Linked DNA regions of Mus musculus: region 2 is linked to region 1. The links are chromatin contacts, called in public Micro-C maps. All regions are on one chromosome and are shown on one strand. The core of a region is the stretch at or near the end of the contact, and the rest is flanking DNA. Distances in the headings are between cores, read along the strand shown.

The links. A called contact is a pair of places that touch in the nucleus more often than the background predicts.
Region 2: a Micro-C map of the G1E-ER4 cell line shows a contact between it and region 1, with 4 times the contacts expected there. The contact joins two enhancer-like sites. A contact is called at or near these places in 4 of 15 datasets of contacts at CTCF or cohesin (the NIH/3T3 cell line, embryonic stem cells, large pre-B cells and 1 more), 40 of 484 Hi-C or Micro-C datasets (B cells, the C10 cell line, CD4 T cells and 23 more) and 20 of 115 datasets of contacts at active chromatin or transcription factors (the HPC-7 cell line, the NIH/3T3 cell line, T-cell acute lymphoblastic leukemia and 13 more).

Annotation. Positions count from the first base shown.
Region 1 is chr16:93,914,642-93,922,118 of GRCm38.p6, reverse strand. Cldn14 (claudin 14) reads left to right here. Exons shown (of 2, transcript NM_001165925.1): 2 at 2,082-3,088. The coding sequence starts at 2,163. The coding sequence ends at 2,882. Among named protein-coding and RNA genes, the nearest start is that of Gm31012, 11 kb to the left of the region's middle. Within about 2 kb of position 3,993, at least 87 of the 459 cell types and tissues checked have an H3K27ac peak or open chromatin away from gene starts, as enhancers often do. A contact at or near this core is called in CD8 T cells, the G1E-ER4 cell line, T-cell acute lymphoblastic leukemia and 2 more, where this site is marked.
Region 2 is chr16:94,254,411-94,261,616 of GRCm38.p6, reverse strand. The region is part of intron 5 of Hlcs (holocarboxylase synthetase (biotin- [propriony-Coenzyme A-carboxylase (ATP-hydrolysing)] ligase)); the gene reads left to right. Among named protein-coding and RNA genes, the nearest start is that of Hlcs, 32 kb to the left of the region's middle. Within about 2 kb of position 2,481, at least 10 of the 459 cell types and tissues checked have an H3K27ac peak or open chromatin away from gene starts, as enhancers often do. A contact at or near this core is called in CD8 T cells, the G1E-ER4 cell line, T-cell acute lymphoblastic leukemia and 2 more, where this site is marked.

The sequences.
Region 1 (7,477 bases), core at 2,744-5,243:
TGTGTGGGGCGCATGCAGTTAGAGGTCAGAGGACAACTTGAAGGAGTTGGTTCTTTCCTTCCACCATTTAGATCCCAGGGATCGAACTCAGGTCTGTCGGGCATAGCAGCAAGCACCTTTGCCCACTGAGCTAGCTTGCCAGCCCTAATCTGTATTTGTAAAGAACTTAAATAGTGAGAAGATGCCTCCAGAGAAAGGCTGAGAGTTCCAGTGATCCAGATGGCTTTCTGTGGTCTTCACTGAGTCTGCAGGCTCTCGCTGCACCTCACCAAAGCAGAAGTGACCTCTGCAGGTTTTGTGCCTCAAACCGTGGTTTTTATCTAACCAACATTCGCTTTCTTCTTAGGAAAATGTGTTTTCTTTACTCGTCACTCATGTACCTAGATGGAGTTAAGCTACAATGGGTCATTTTAATGTGTGACTTAGGAGAGGACATCGACTACTTTTCCTGATTAGCACAGTGCACACTATCAGGTCACTTAGTTCCGGTTGCATAATTACCTGCCTGTGATTCTCACAGACTGTATGTGTGTGAGACTGAATGGCTTTGGAAGTCCTGTCAATTTAAACTGCCAATGCCTGCCTGCCAGGCTAATAGGTACTTAAAGTTAGAGAGTATGGAACTGTAATGACTGTCTCTAAAACTCTTCAGGGTGCAGGAAAGCCACCCCCAACACACACACATACACACATACACACACACATACACACACATACACACACACACACACACACACCACCCCTGCAAGACCCAACACCTTCACCTTGTAGATGCTGCCCCACCCACCTGGCCCGCTGAGGGCTTTTCGAACATTTGTCTTGGACTCCCATCTCTCTAGCAAATGTTTTCCACAGTTGTACACATGCCTGCAAGGGGGGAGGGGGACATGGGAGAAACAGTAGCCCACAGGGAATGCCAAAGTCAGCCCAGTGCATGCTAGCAGGGCCTTCCTATGCAAACACAGTGAAGGATAGAGCCTTCTGCAACATTGTGGCCAGGAGGGTTGGGGCTGGGGTTAAGCAGTTTTCAAGGAGACACTTTCATTTAATGTGTTTTCTAGTGAATGAATGGCTTATAAGCGAGAAGCAAAGTCAGGAAGTATTGCTTGATGCTGCTGCTATGGGGGGGAGGGGAGGGGGGAGGAAGCTGGAGGGGGAGGTTTGAAGCTCATTAACACTTCTTAAATTAGAAAATCCTTAACTTAAAAATAGCAAAACCTAGTGATTTCTAAAATTAGCTCCCCTTGCTTTCCATAAATACACTTAGACCTCCCCAGACTGGTCCACCACCAAGCCTTGTGGGCTCCTGTCAAGCCTTCCGACAGTCTTTAATGGGTAACCTTGAAAAGGAAAGTTTGGGGCAGCCTAGAATTCAGGTCAGGAATCAGCCAGGGGGCCCAATGTAAGCCTGGACCTTTCACTCTTCGGACTCTGTCGAGGTGGAGAAGCTGGGGACTGTCCTGACTTGCTTGAGAGGGTCCCCTACGCTGGGCAGTCTCTGTAACTAAGAAAGCAGGCTGAGCCCTGGCTTACACTCCTGTCAGATGCATTAAGCATCTGGCCACTTGGAATCCTGTCCCTGGGCAGGAGTCAGCAAGCTTGATGTCACATCAGGCCTGAATTCCAAAACAGCCCCTGACCTGCCTCTGAGGTGCCAGAGAAAGTCGCCCCCTTACAGACACAGCCCCCAAGGCCATTCTCTAAGTCACAACAGGTACACACCCTAACTAACGCATGTCAGTCCAAGCTGTGTGGAAGGAAGGTTGAGGTGTAACAGAAAAACCTGAGTGTACATATAAGGTAGAACTCCCTCTGTGTGCTTTCCCTAAGTCGTAGGTCCCGGAGACATCGAGAATGGGAGCTCTGGGGTCTCCAGGAAGCACAGGCTGCTGGGACCTGCATCCTCTCATCCAGCTCTGTCCTTCCACCCTGAGGAGCCTCCATTTTTTTTTTTTCAGGACATGTTAATTATCATAGGAACTGCCTATGGAAAAGTGTTTTGGTGACAGAAATAAAGGCATCGAGATAATATTTAACCCAGTTCCCTTTTCTTGCCCTCCCTCTCCTCCTGGCTTTATTAGGCTTCCTGCGGGCACCTAAGGACCAGATCCATCCCTGGGGACCTGGGCACTGCTCAGCGCGGCTAGCAGGGGCCCTTAGCCATGGCCAGCACAGCGGTCCAGCTCCTAGGCTTCCTGCTTAGCTTCCTGGGCATGGTAGGAACGCTCATCACCACCATCCTGCCACACTGGCGGAGGACGGCCCATGTGGGCACCAACATCCTGACTGCCGTATCCTACCTGAAGGGACTGTGGATGGAATGTGTGTGGCACAGCACAGGCATCTACCAGTGTCAGATCTACCGCTCACTGCTGGCGCTGCCCCGGGACTTGCAGGCCGCCCGGGCGCTCATGGTCATCTCCTGCCTGTTGTCGGGCATGGCCTGCGCCTGCGCAGTAGTGGGCATGAAGTGCACACGCTGCGCCAAAGGCACACCCGCCAAGACCACCTTTGCAGTGCTGGGGGGCGCGCTCTTCCTGCTGGCCGGCCTGCTGTGCATGGTGGCCGTGTCCTGGACCACGAATGACGTGGTGCAGAATTTTTATAACCCGCTGCTGCCCAGTGGCATGAAGTTTGAAATCGGCCAGGCCCTGTACCTGGGCTTCATCTCCTCATCCCTGTCTCTCATCGGGGGCACCCTGCTCTGCTTATCCTGCCAGGACGAGGCCCCCTACAGACCCTACCCGCCCCAGTCCAGGGCCGGAGCTACCACCACGGCTACCGCCCCTGCCTACCGCCCACCAGCGGCCTACAAGGACAACCGTGCCCCCTCGGTGACCTCAGCCGCGCACAGTGGGTACAGGCTGAATGACTACGTGTGAGTTCCTTCCCCGGGCTTCTGCCAGGGATGCTGGGCCCCAAAGGACCAATGATGGATGTGGGAAGGATGCAGAGAGCAAGCCCGGAACACAGGGAAGGAGGTGCTCTTCAAAGCAAAGACTTCTAAAAAGTGCTGGTTTTTTATTTATTATATGTATTTATGCGGGTGGCTTAATAAGAGCTCAATAAAGAGTGTCTTGGAAGCGTGGCCCATCCATCGGGTTGGTTTGTCTCACGGGAACAAGCCGCGTGGAGGTGGTCTGTGAGGCGGGCAGCAGTAGCTCCTGCTGCATCTTCAAGGTGTGGAAAGCCTCATCTGAGTCCTGGGGATTTGGAGTATCCTGGTTATGCAGCCAAACTAAGGACCAGGAGCCCTGACCTTGACACTGAATCACTAGCATCCACTAGTGCATGATGGGAAAATCTAGAAAGCTGACTGCTGTGCCCCCAGGAAGTCACAGAGGCCCCTGTAAATCTAGAAGCAAGCCTCAAAGGACACCACACAGCAGAAAGTTAAGCGAGTGTTGCTGTCTACCTGAAAACGGTTCCCACTGTGTAGTGTGTGTGTGTGTGTGTGTGTGTGTGTGTGTGTGTGTGTGTGTGCGCGCGCGTGCGCGCGCCCGCACTTGTGTGTGAGAGAAAGGGGAAGGGGGGCAGCGTAGAGAGTGAAGGACAGTTCCCCAGAGTCTTACTCTACTGCCACCTTGTGGCAGAACCTGGGATCACACCATTCAGGTCATAGGCTTGCCCAAAGCCTCTCTTATCAGATAAGAGTCTTGCTGGCTCAACAGTTCTTCCTTTAATAAGTTACAAAGAGAAGCGGAAGAGGTTCTGGTACCTCTGCTTTCTGTGCGTTGGCACGAAGTTCAGTCAGGAGTGCTTGGCCCCCAGGGCTTAGCTGTAAATGTTACCCTCTTTTTCTAAGTCCTAGCTGCCGTGACAACAGGTTCTAGGGAGCTCCTTTACCTAGAAAAAGAAAATCCTAGAAAGTTGTGAGGACCCCAGTGTCCTTCCTGGTTCCAACCACATGACCAGAAAGCTGTCTGCTGTCTCCCTGAACCTCCCTCCCACACCCTACCCCAGGGAATCTAGAGCTGTGCTCACATCCTTTCTCTGCCCTGGCCTCTGCCAAAGGCTTTGAGTGGGGAGGACACACCCACTCAAGGGCTGAGCGTGAGAGTCCCCAGCACGAGAGTTGCAGTGGGGCAGGGTGAGGCTCAGTGGCTCAGCCTGGGGAGACCCTGGCCCATGATCACAAAGGGTAAAACTGAATATCCAAACGGAATGTGGAGAAAGGGTCACAGCCCAAGCCCTAGACCTACACAGGCGTCAATGATGTCATAACCCTGTATTAGTTATGATCCTAATTACAGCCACCTGTCAGTGACTGGGGCAAAGTTCAATCGGTGAGTGCTTACCCAGCGCTGGGTTAGAGCCCCAGCCCCACATAAAGCCAGGCGTGGAGAGGCACACCTGTTAGCGAAGAAATTGGGAAGTGGAGATCAGAAGGTCGGAAGTTCAAAGCCATCCTTGGCTACACAGCCAGTTCAAGGCCAGTCTGTGCTAACCAACACACCTCACCTGTTAAGATGCGACTCAAGGGAAGGAGGGCCTATTTTGGCTACAGTCTGAGGGCTCAGTCCAGCGCAGCATCAGGACTGTGAGCATGGACATGTCGAATCCAGTCAGGAAGCAGTAAAAGATGGACCCGGGTTCTCAGCCAGCTTTCTCCCTGCCGTCAGCCCTGCACCCTAGCCCACAGAACCGTGCTACCCACAGTTTGTGCGGCTCTTCCATCCTTCCTCAGTTTACCAACCTCAAATCATCCTCACAGATGTGCCCGGTAATTAATCTGCTAGACGATTCTAGAGCCGTGGTTCTGTTTTTCTTTTCTTTTTTAAAATTTATTTATTTATTTTATGTATATGAGTGAGTACACTGTAGCTGTCTTCAGACGCACCAGAAGAAGGCCTCAGATCCCATTACAGATGGTTGTGAGCCACCATGTGGTTGCTGGGATTTGAACTCAGGACCTCTGGAAGAGCAGTCAGTGCTCTTAACTGCTGAGTCATCTCTCCAGCCCGAGCCTTGGTTCTTAACCGTCCCAATGCTACGACCCTTTAATACAGTTCCTCATGCTGTGGCGACCCCAACCATAAATTATTTTGTTGCTACTTCATAGCTGTGATTTTGCTTCTATTATGAATTGTAATGTAAATATTTGATATGCTGGATATCTGATATCTGGCCCACCAAGGCATCTTGACCCAAGGGTGAGAACCATTGTTCTAGAGTAGTTGACAAAGTTCACTGTCACAGCCTCTAGTGTCATGCTTTGCCCTGACATCACAGGGCTCTCGGGACTCTTAGGAAGCTTGGGGTGGGGGACTTGATCTGAGGAATCTCTCTGTTTCCTTCAGCCAGTCCCACCTACAAATCTGCTCTGACCATGAGGCCTCATGAGATCTCCTGGTGTCTTGTTAAGGTTTCTATTGCTGTGACAAATCACTGTGACCAAAAGCAAGTTGGGGGAGACAGGATTTGTTCAGTTTACACTTCCACACCCATAGTTCACCACTGGAGGAAGTCAGGACAAGGACTCAAGCAGAACAGGGACCTGGAAGAAGGAGCGGAGGCAAAGGCCGTGGAGGGGTGCTGCTTACCAGCTTGCTCCTCATGGCTTGCTTGCTCGGCCTGCTTTCTTATAGAACGGAGAATGGCCAGCCCAGGGATGGCTCCACCCACCATGAGTTGGTGATCACAAATTTTAAAAAATGCCTTACAGCCAGATCTTAGGGAGGCATTTCCTCAGCTGAGTTTTCCTCATTCCCAGTGACTCCAGCTTGGGTCAAGTTGACACAAAACCAGCCAGCACATCTGACAGCACCAGGTAGCTAATCAGACAAGAGCAGGCTTGAAGGTCACTGGGGATGCCCCCCGCCCCCCAATCAGCAGCTTTATAAAATGAAGAACTCAAAAGATAAGAGCTGTGTGTCTAAGTATAACATTTTCAAAAATAAAGAAAAATTGAAGCTGGGCAGTGGTGGCGCACACCTTTAATCCCAGCACTTGGGAGGCAGAGGCAGGTGGATTTCTGAGTTCGAGGCCAGCCTGGTCTACAAAGTGAGTTCCAGGACAGCCAGGGCTATACAGAGAAACCCTGTCTTAAAAAAACAAAAAAAGGGGCTGGTGAGATGGCTCAGTGGGTAAGAGCACCCGACTGCTCTTCTGAAGGTCCAGAGTTCAAATCCCAGAAACCACATGGTGGCTCACAACCATCTGTAACAAGACTGACTCCCTCTTCTGGAGTGTCTGAAAGACAGCTACGGTGTCCTTATCCTTACATATAATAAATAAATAAATCTTTAAAAAAAAAGAAAGAGAGAGAGAAATGAAAGAGAAAGGAAAGGAAAGGAAAGGAAAGGAAAGGAAAGGAAAGGAAAGGAAAGGAAAGGAAAGGAATATTGAAGGGGGACGGGGGACGGGGGGGGGGGGGGGGGGACGGAGGGAGATGTGAGTTTGTCTCTGGCTTCGGGTAGCTATGACGTTCTCGACCACCAGGTGGCACAGAGTCCAGTTCAGCTGGTGAAGAACTTTCCTGACAGGCATGAGGCCCTTGGTCCAAGCCCCAGCAGGGCTTAACTCGGGTGCAGTAACACCTGCCTGGAATCTCAGAATTTGGGAGGAAGCAGGAAAGTGAGGCCTTTAAAATCCTCCTGGAGAGAAGCTCAGACTCAGAGCGCTGGCTGCTCTTGCAGAAGACCTGGACTCTGTTCCTAACACCCACATCATGGCTCACAACCACCCATAATTCCAATTTTAGAAGATCCGACACCTTCTTCTCCGAGGGCACCAGGCACTCCTACAAACATGAAGACAAATGCTCAAAAAACAGATAAGTCTAAAAGAAAAAGAAAAAAGGAAAAAAGAAAGAAAGAAAGCTGGGCATGGTGGCGCACACCTTTAATCCCAGCACTCGGGAGGCAGAGGCAGGTGGATTTCTGAGTTCGAGGTCAGCCTGGTCTACAGAGTGAGTTCTAGGACAGAGAAACCCTGTCTCGAAAAACCGAAAAGAGAGAGAGAGAGAGAGAGAGAGAGAGAGAGAGAGCATCCTCGGGTTACACAGGGAACTCAAGGCCAGCCTGAGATACACAAGACTATATCAAAAGATAAAATAAAACAAAAACTTCCTGATAATTATAAGGTTACTATGTAGCCAGAAGTACTCTGGTAAAGAACAAAACCATGCCATAGCCCCTCTCCTAAGAGTCAATTCAAATGGACTGTCCATCACTCAGGCGGGAAGCTGGACCTCAGGCAAGCTACCTGACCTAGAAAGAGAAATGTCATCGACAGGAGAAAGTGGGCTGGAGGGACGGCTCATTCTCTCTCTCTCTCTCTCTCTCTCTCCCTCTCTCTCTCTCTCTCTCACACACACACACACACACCACAAATAAAAATAATGAATCTGCCCTTGGGAGACAGAGGCAGGCAGATTTCTGAGTTTGAGGCCAGCCTGGTCTACAGAGTGAGTTCCAGGACAGCCAGGGCTACACAGAGAAACCCTGTCTTGAAAACAAACAAACAAACAAACAAA
Region 2 (7,206 bases), core at 1,232-3,731, 340 kb before region 1:
ATCTGGGTTTTCCTCAGTAGGCGGGAAATCACTACTTCTGTGTGCTGATGTCTAGAAGGCTTTAGGTGTTATGTTTGCCACTCGTGTCTAAAAGGAAAACGGAAGTGTTGGCAGTGTTTCCGGAGTCCACCTCCCACCTGTATTCATCGCTGGTCTGTGAGGGATACCTGGTTTTGGGCAGCCTGCCAGATTCTCCAGGTGTGTGTTCCTACTAATCCCGTCGTGGTGACATGCTGTCAATTTCTTATTCATAGTGACAAATGATTTTGCAGAGCTCTTTCAGTTCTCAGCCAGCAGCAGGCCAGTCTGTGGGGTTAGTGATGTTAACATACAGCAAAAGCTCGGTGGCCAGGGGATGCCACACACCGAACCCACCTGCTTCGCTTGAAAAGAGCAAAATCCACCCTTCATGCCTGCACTGTGGAAAGGGGAGACGCTGCCTTCTGGGTTGGTTGCTGCCCCTGGGCGAGCTTGGTTTGTGTGGATCAGAGCTTGGCATTGTGTGGGTGCACCGTACTGACGGAGAGAGAGACAGATGACGATCCGAGAGGATTGTGTGAGGACCAAAGGAGGCAGCATGGGAGACTTGTGTAAGCACTGCAGTTTAAACGATAATGCAGCGAGTTAATGCAGCGATGGTTGGATTGTTAAGAGGTGTATTGGGTTAAGAAAACATGATGTGCTTAATAAGTTCCCGGAATCTAGGCTAAGAAATGGAAGGAAATGCTTCCAATTGAAAAATTAATATCAACACAGGATGCTCTTTTGTCCTTTAAAAACCATTCTTTTATTACATTTCATTATCTAATTTCTAAACATTTTTTTTTTTTTGAGGCAAGTTTTCACTGGCCCACACCGGCCTGGAACACACTCTGTAGCAGGGGCCACCTTTAAGCCTGCAGGGATCTTCCTGCCTCAGCAGATGTGAGCCACCAAGCCCGGCTCCGCAGTTCGCACCATTTCTAATGCATTAATCATATGGCTTTTGTTTGTGTCTTCATCATAGGAATTCCAACTCCAAGTTACTCATTGCTGTTTCATGTTCAGTTCATATGGCAAAACTTATGACTGTGATTTATGGCATAAAATTACCAAGTAGAGCCAGCAGTCCTCAGAGCTTTAGGTTCTTGTCCGTGTGGGCCAAGGCCACCTGTCTTCAGTGGAATATGACCGTCAGCCTCCTAGGCCCTCTCCTTCCTTCCTCTCCTGAGCATTGAGGATTGAACTGGAGATGGGGTTAAGTGTGTGATCCCTGCAAGCTTGCAGCCTGAGTGGTCAGAGGGCAACGCTGGCTGGCTTGCCCCTGGTCTGCTTGCCCTTTTCCCAGGCCTGACTGTAGGCCTTTTGACCACAGCAGAGAAATGAAGAGGAAAGATAGCCTTGGGTTTTCTTTTCCTGGGAAGGTTCTACTCTTTAGGTAGAACATGTACAGCTAAAATACCTAAGCTGCAGTTTTTTGCCTGAAGAGCAATGGGTATTTAGTCTCTCAGCTCTTGCACTGAGGAGGACACACTGTGGACAAGCTCTGGATGTCTTCGCAATGGGGCCTTACTTGGTGCCCTCAACATCTGCATAAAAAGCTGGATAGGTACAGCAGCCTGCCTGCAGTTGCAGCCTGTGGGGAGTGGAGGTGGGCCTCTCTGCAAGCTGACGAGCCAGATTGTCTAGCTCTGGGCTCAGCAAGAGACCCCGCCTCGGTACATACAGCGGTGAACAAATGAGAGGACGTGTGGCTTCTACACGTGACCACACACATGTTCTACACGTGTCCACACACATGTACACTCACTTGCACACATGTGTGTGCAGACACGCAGATAGAGTGAATTCGACTCTTTAAAATGTCCAGTGGCAGCCAGTGGCAGTGGGGGTGGCATTTGCTGGCTGGAGGAATGCTAGCTTACCCACTTACGATCCACGGGATGAAGTTCTTGTCAAAGGGGAAAGCCAATGTTTGCTCTGTCTAGCATACACATGTAGTCTTGGCAAGAATAGTTTTGAGATTCTTTCCGGGTCCCGGTCTCCCTCATGGACTTGAGGTCAGCTCTGAGGATGGTCATTCCTCCTGGCTGCTTCATTCTTACTGACTTCTGTTTCACGTTGAGAATTCAGGGCACTGAGCACACATGTGACCGTGGTGTGTCTTTGTTGATGTTATTTCTCAACGCTCTGATCAGAGGTCAGGGTTTTTTCCTTTTCTAGTACTGATCAAGTGTTGTGTTTTCTTGGAGCAAAAGTTCTCCAAACTATTTGAAAATAGAAACAGTAAGAGGTGGGTTTTTTTGGGCGGAGGGCGGGGGGCAGACAGAAGATTCGCCCTGCCCTTGTCCCGATGCTGAGGCTGCCACTTCAAGTTCCTGTGCAGCTCAGTTTATAAACCCAAGAGGCAATTTGATTTTCCTTCCTGCATCTGTGCACAGTAGGTCTCACTGACCTCTCTTCCTGCATCTGTGCACAGTAGGTCTCACTGACCTCTCTTCATACATCTGTGCACAGTAGGTCTCACTGACCTCTCTTCCTGCATCTGTGCACAGTAGGTCTCATTGACCTCTCTTGGATGAAAGGTACAGGAGGAGGATCCTGGCCTTTCCCATCCATTGGACCTGCCGCATGCCTTAGGAGTTTGTGCAGACTTCCTGCTTCCTGTAAAGCTCTCTGCTCATGGAAACCCACGCTCTCACCACATGATGTCGCTGCTGAGCTAGGCAACTTGAGTTACAAACCCCCTCTAACTGTAACTGTTCAGAAATTTAATTTATTCTCCATATATCAGTGTCACATAGTGTAATTTGGACATTTTCTACTATATTGGTGGCACTTTCTTTTGGGTCTGTAGAAGTCATTTCAATGCCACAGTTCATAAAATCCATCCATTCATTCAACATTTATTCAATATTAAGTCCCGTTCTAGTACAAGACGTGAAAGAACAAAATAAATAGAGAAATTATCTAAATACCTCCACTGAGGAGCAGCTGTGTTTACTCAGCGTTGAGCCCTGACGCTGCTCTTGACGGCAAGAAGCTCGCAAGATTTATGACATCCCCTCCACCCCATGTTTCTGTGTCACCCACCGTGATACAAAGAGAAACTGGGGACCCTTGGTGTCCGCTATTTGCTGAGAATTCCCTTCCTACCTGAACACCAAGACCTGCATTGGACCACCTTAGTAAAGCCCCACCATGGTGACTGGTGAGACCACTGGGAAGGCAGGGCAAAGCAGGGCTCTGCTGAGGGGCGGCTCCCTTGCCACGCTGCCTTCCTTCCGACATGGGTCTTTACATCTGATCCATCCTCCCAGGGACAGGTGGAAGGTCAGGCCTGCAGCTGAGGCCAGTATATTGAAAACCAACAACACCGCATGCTGTGTACCTGGGTCCACTAAAAGAAGACTGGAAGAGCCACGGTGTGTAGACATATGCACATGTATACGCACACACAATACACATACGTATACACACATGCACACACAAGCACATGCACACACATGTACACACAAAAACATATACACGTGTATACACATACGTATACACACATGCACACACAAGCACATGCACACACATGTACACACAAAAACATACACGTGTATACACATACACATATGCACGTGTACATGTATACACATACACATACATATACATATACATACATGCACAAACAAACATATACATACACAAACACATATACACACACAAACACACTTATATACAAACATACACACATGTACAAATGCATATATATGTGTGTGTGTATATATATATACATATACATATACATATACATATACATATATATATATATATATACATACATACATACATACACATTCTGGTGGTAAGCTTAATGTAATTTAATAACACTTCAAAGTTTTCTTTATATTTTTCAAAATTGTCTATGATAGATGTATGTTACTTTCATATTGAGCCAAGCTAGTTATTAATAAGTAAAAAAACAAGCTAGTGTGTCATCAACTTTGGAAGCCTCTCACATGTACTTAAAACCTGATTGTTTGGACTCTGACACTTGGTTGAAATTTGACATCTGACTTAATTATTGGGAGCAGTCATCCTCAATCTGGGTAGCAAATATCCTCCATATCAGATATTTATATTTTGATTCATGACAGTAGCAAAACTTCAGTTATAAAGCGGCATTGAGATAATTTTATGGTTGGGGGTCACCAGAGCATGAGGAACTATACTAAAGGGTCGCAGCATTGGGAGGGTTGGGAACCGCTGGTTTAGGGGGTGTAGCGTTGCCAGTGGGCTGTTTGACTCCTGTGAGTGGCATGTCACAGTCATGGCTGCCCGGCTTACTAGTGAGCTCCAGGGTTGGTGTGTGGGTGCCTCACTGGTGCTCACCCGTGTGAGCAGAAGGCGTTGCTGGACTAGTCACGACTGGAGCCCTGTTCCTGCTGGGGTGACCCAGAACCCTCCGCACTACTTCTCCATGAATAAACCCATACAGGGGCCAGCGAAGGTCAGGCTGACGGGCCGAACGCTTGATGTAAGATACATTATGGGCTAGCATTACATGGTGGCCTTCCTGTCAGCCCTCCATCCAGTAGAAGTGTTGGCAGGAATGCAGCATCACTGTGGGGTATGCCGTGGGAGACACACATTTTGTAAGGAAAAAACAGAGAAGGAACCCATTTCTGTGATGTTGTGTAGGAAAACTTAAACATTTATTTTATGTAAAAAGATAATAATTTTATAAATAAAAGCAGACTTCTTTTTTCAGTGAAAACTGTCTTGTTCCCCTGCCTTCTAATCTCTGTCCGAGGGAGGGCAACAAGGAGGAGGACACACTGGAGTCTCTGGCGGCTCCTGTGGAACGGCTAGGCCAGCTGGGATTTAGAGCCACCCCCACCTTCCATCTCATACCATCCCTGTCCGTGTGACATGTTGATGTTTCCCGGGTGGCCAGAGGATGCAGAAGAGCATGGACGCCTCACCTCTAGCCAGGGGGGCTGCCATTGCTCTGAGGAACCCCCACCTCTAGCAAGGGAAGCTGCCATTGCTTTGAGGAACCCCCACCTCTAGCCAGGGGGGCTGCCACTTCTCTGAGGAACCCCCCACCTCTAGCAAGGGGAACTGCCATTGCTGTGAGGAACCCAGGCTGTTTGCAGATTTCCCCCGGCCTGGCTTCCCACTCAGTTAGGGAGCACACACACATTTTTTTGTTTGTTTGTTTTGTTTTGTTTTTGTTTTTGTTTTGCTTTCTTAGGTGTGCACGAGGCTGGGCGCAGTGATGTGTAGGTGACCTGGGAGACTCCCGCTGGACTCCTGCTTGGCAGGAGCTCTTTGAGGGCGTCCAGTTACTTGCCCTTGGGATCAAGATGTAACCATAACAAGAAGCGACAACTGAGTTTGTTGATAAAGCAGCTGGGTAGAGTCATGATTGTGGTGGTGGTGCTGGTGGTGTGTGTGTGTGTGTGTGTGTGTGTGTGTGATGTCGGTGCTGTGGGAGTCGTGGCATGAATCAGTACATGCTTAAAGACAGAAAAGGGTTACAATATTCCATTTTGATTCAACCCAAGATCATAAACAAAGAAACTCTATTCCCTTCCTCAGACCCCAGCTCCTGTTGGTGATTGGCTGTTGTTGGTGAGAATCGTTTTTTATATTTGTAGATGTATCAGAAAGCCCTTAGTGTGGCCTTTCTGCCCAGGGAATCCCTTCCTGAAAATTCATTTTCAATTGCTCACATTGAAGGTGTTTAGTGTGGTGTTTTAACACATAGCTGTCACGAACTGCAAGCTTCTCTTCTGGTCTTGTTGCTTTATGACAGAATGTAGACTAAGTCATTCCATGCGGGACCTCCCTTCTGTCTGCACTGGCCACTTCATTCAGCAAATATTTGGGAGCTAATGAGGGTGGGCCAGGTGCTGGGGCAGTTTGGGAGACACAGTCATTTCTTATCTTGATGACATGCTTTTTGGCTAACCGCGTCTTCTTAATGTGCTTCATGGTCTCATCTGGACTCCCCAATAGGCAGGATGAGGTGCCTGCCTGCCTGCCTGCCTGCCTGCCTGCCTGCCTGCCTGCCCGTCCATCCATCCGTCCATCCCTGGCATGGGGAACCTGAGCTTTCATTTACTTATTTACTTAGGTGGGAATCAAACCCAGGGCCTCACTATTGTATTACCGAGCTGTGTCCTCAGCCTGAAAGTTGGGTTCTTTCTTCTTAGTATTTAAAAACAAAACTGTGTTGCGGGGTGATATATGCAAGTATGGCTGCATTAACCTGGCAAGCGTGTGGGGCAGCCAGGGACTGACCGAGATCTGTCTGTCTGCAATCACTTCTCTATGCAATGGTAATGTTGTTGTTGTTGGGAGACAGGGTCTCTCCCTGAACATGGCTCTCCCCATGTTTCGGCTAGCCTAGCTGCCTAATAGCTCCAGGGACCCCCTGGCTGCATCCCCTGCATTAGAGCTACTGCCTCTCCACTGCACCCTGCCAGTGTTGTGCTCGCCGAGCTGTCTTCCCAGGTTGTGAACTAGCTGTTTGGAGCCTAAAGTGCCTAGTGTTGTTGCTTTTTAAATTTCAATATTCCATTTAAGAAAAAAAAAATCTCTACCTGACAGATTTTTTTTTTTTTTTTAAGCACAGTTTTGACATGGAGCCCTCCCCTCCCTCCTGTGGCCTTTAGGCCTAGTTCTGAATCTTAAATAAGGGACAAACTTCTAGCAATACTTTAAAATACAGTTAAAGAAATATTTCTTTGGAGATCCAAATCGGAGAGAAAGTCGGGGTCCCAGGTGCACTGGGTGGCTCCTGGTGTGCGTGCGTCTGCTGAGGTCTTGTGGCGGCTGCTTTACAGAACAGCCCAGAGCAGCTGGCAGATTAAAGCCAACATTTAAAAGCTTTTATAGCTGCGAATGTTTTCAAGGGCCTTTCATATACCTTTCTCTCTTTTCTTCTTTCTCTCCCCACCAATACTGGAATTTTTTTTTTTTTTTGTTCATTTTGACTGACTTCCTGTTATCAAGTACAATGCCCGTGTAAAGGCCACACAATCCCTTTTAACTCCGAAATGCAAAAAGCGGAATTCACGGGGTGTTGTCCTCAGTCTCCTTTTTACAGGCTGTTTTTGCGAGGAGCCTTTGAGCTACTGGGTGACCTGCCTTTGTGTGTGGATCTTGTTCTCACAAGCATGTTCCAAAGCTGCCTTCGGGGTCCACACTGGAGGGCAAACATCAGGCAGG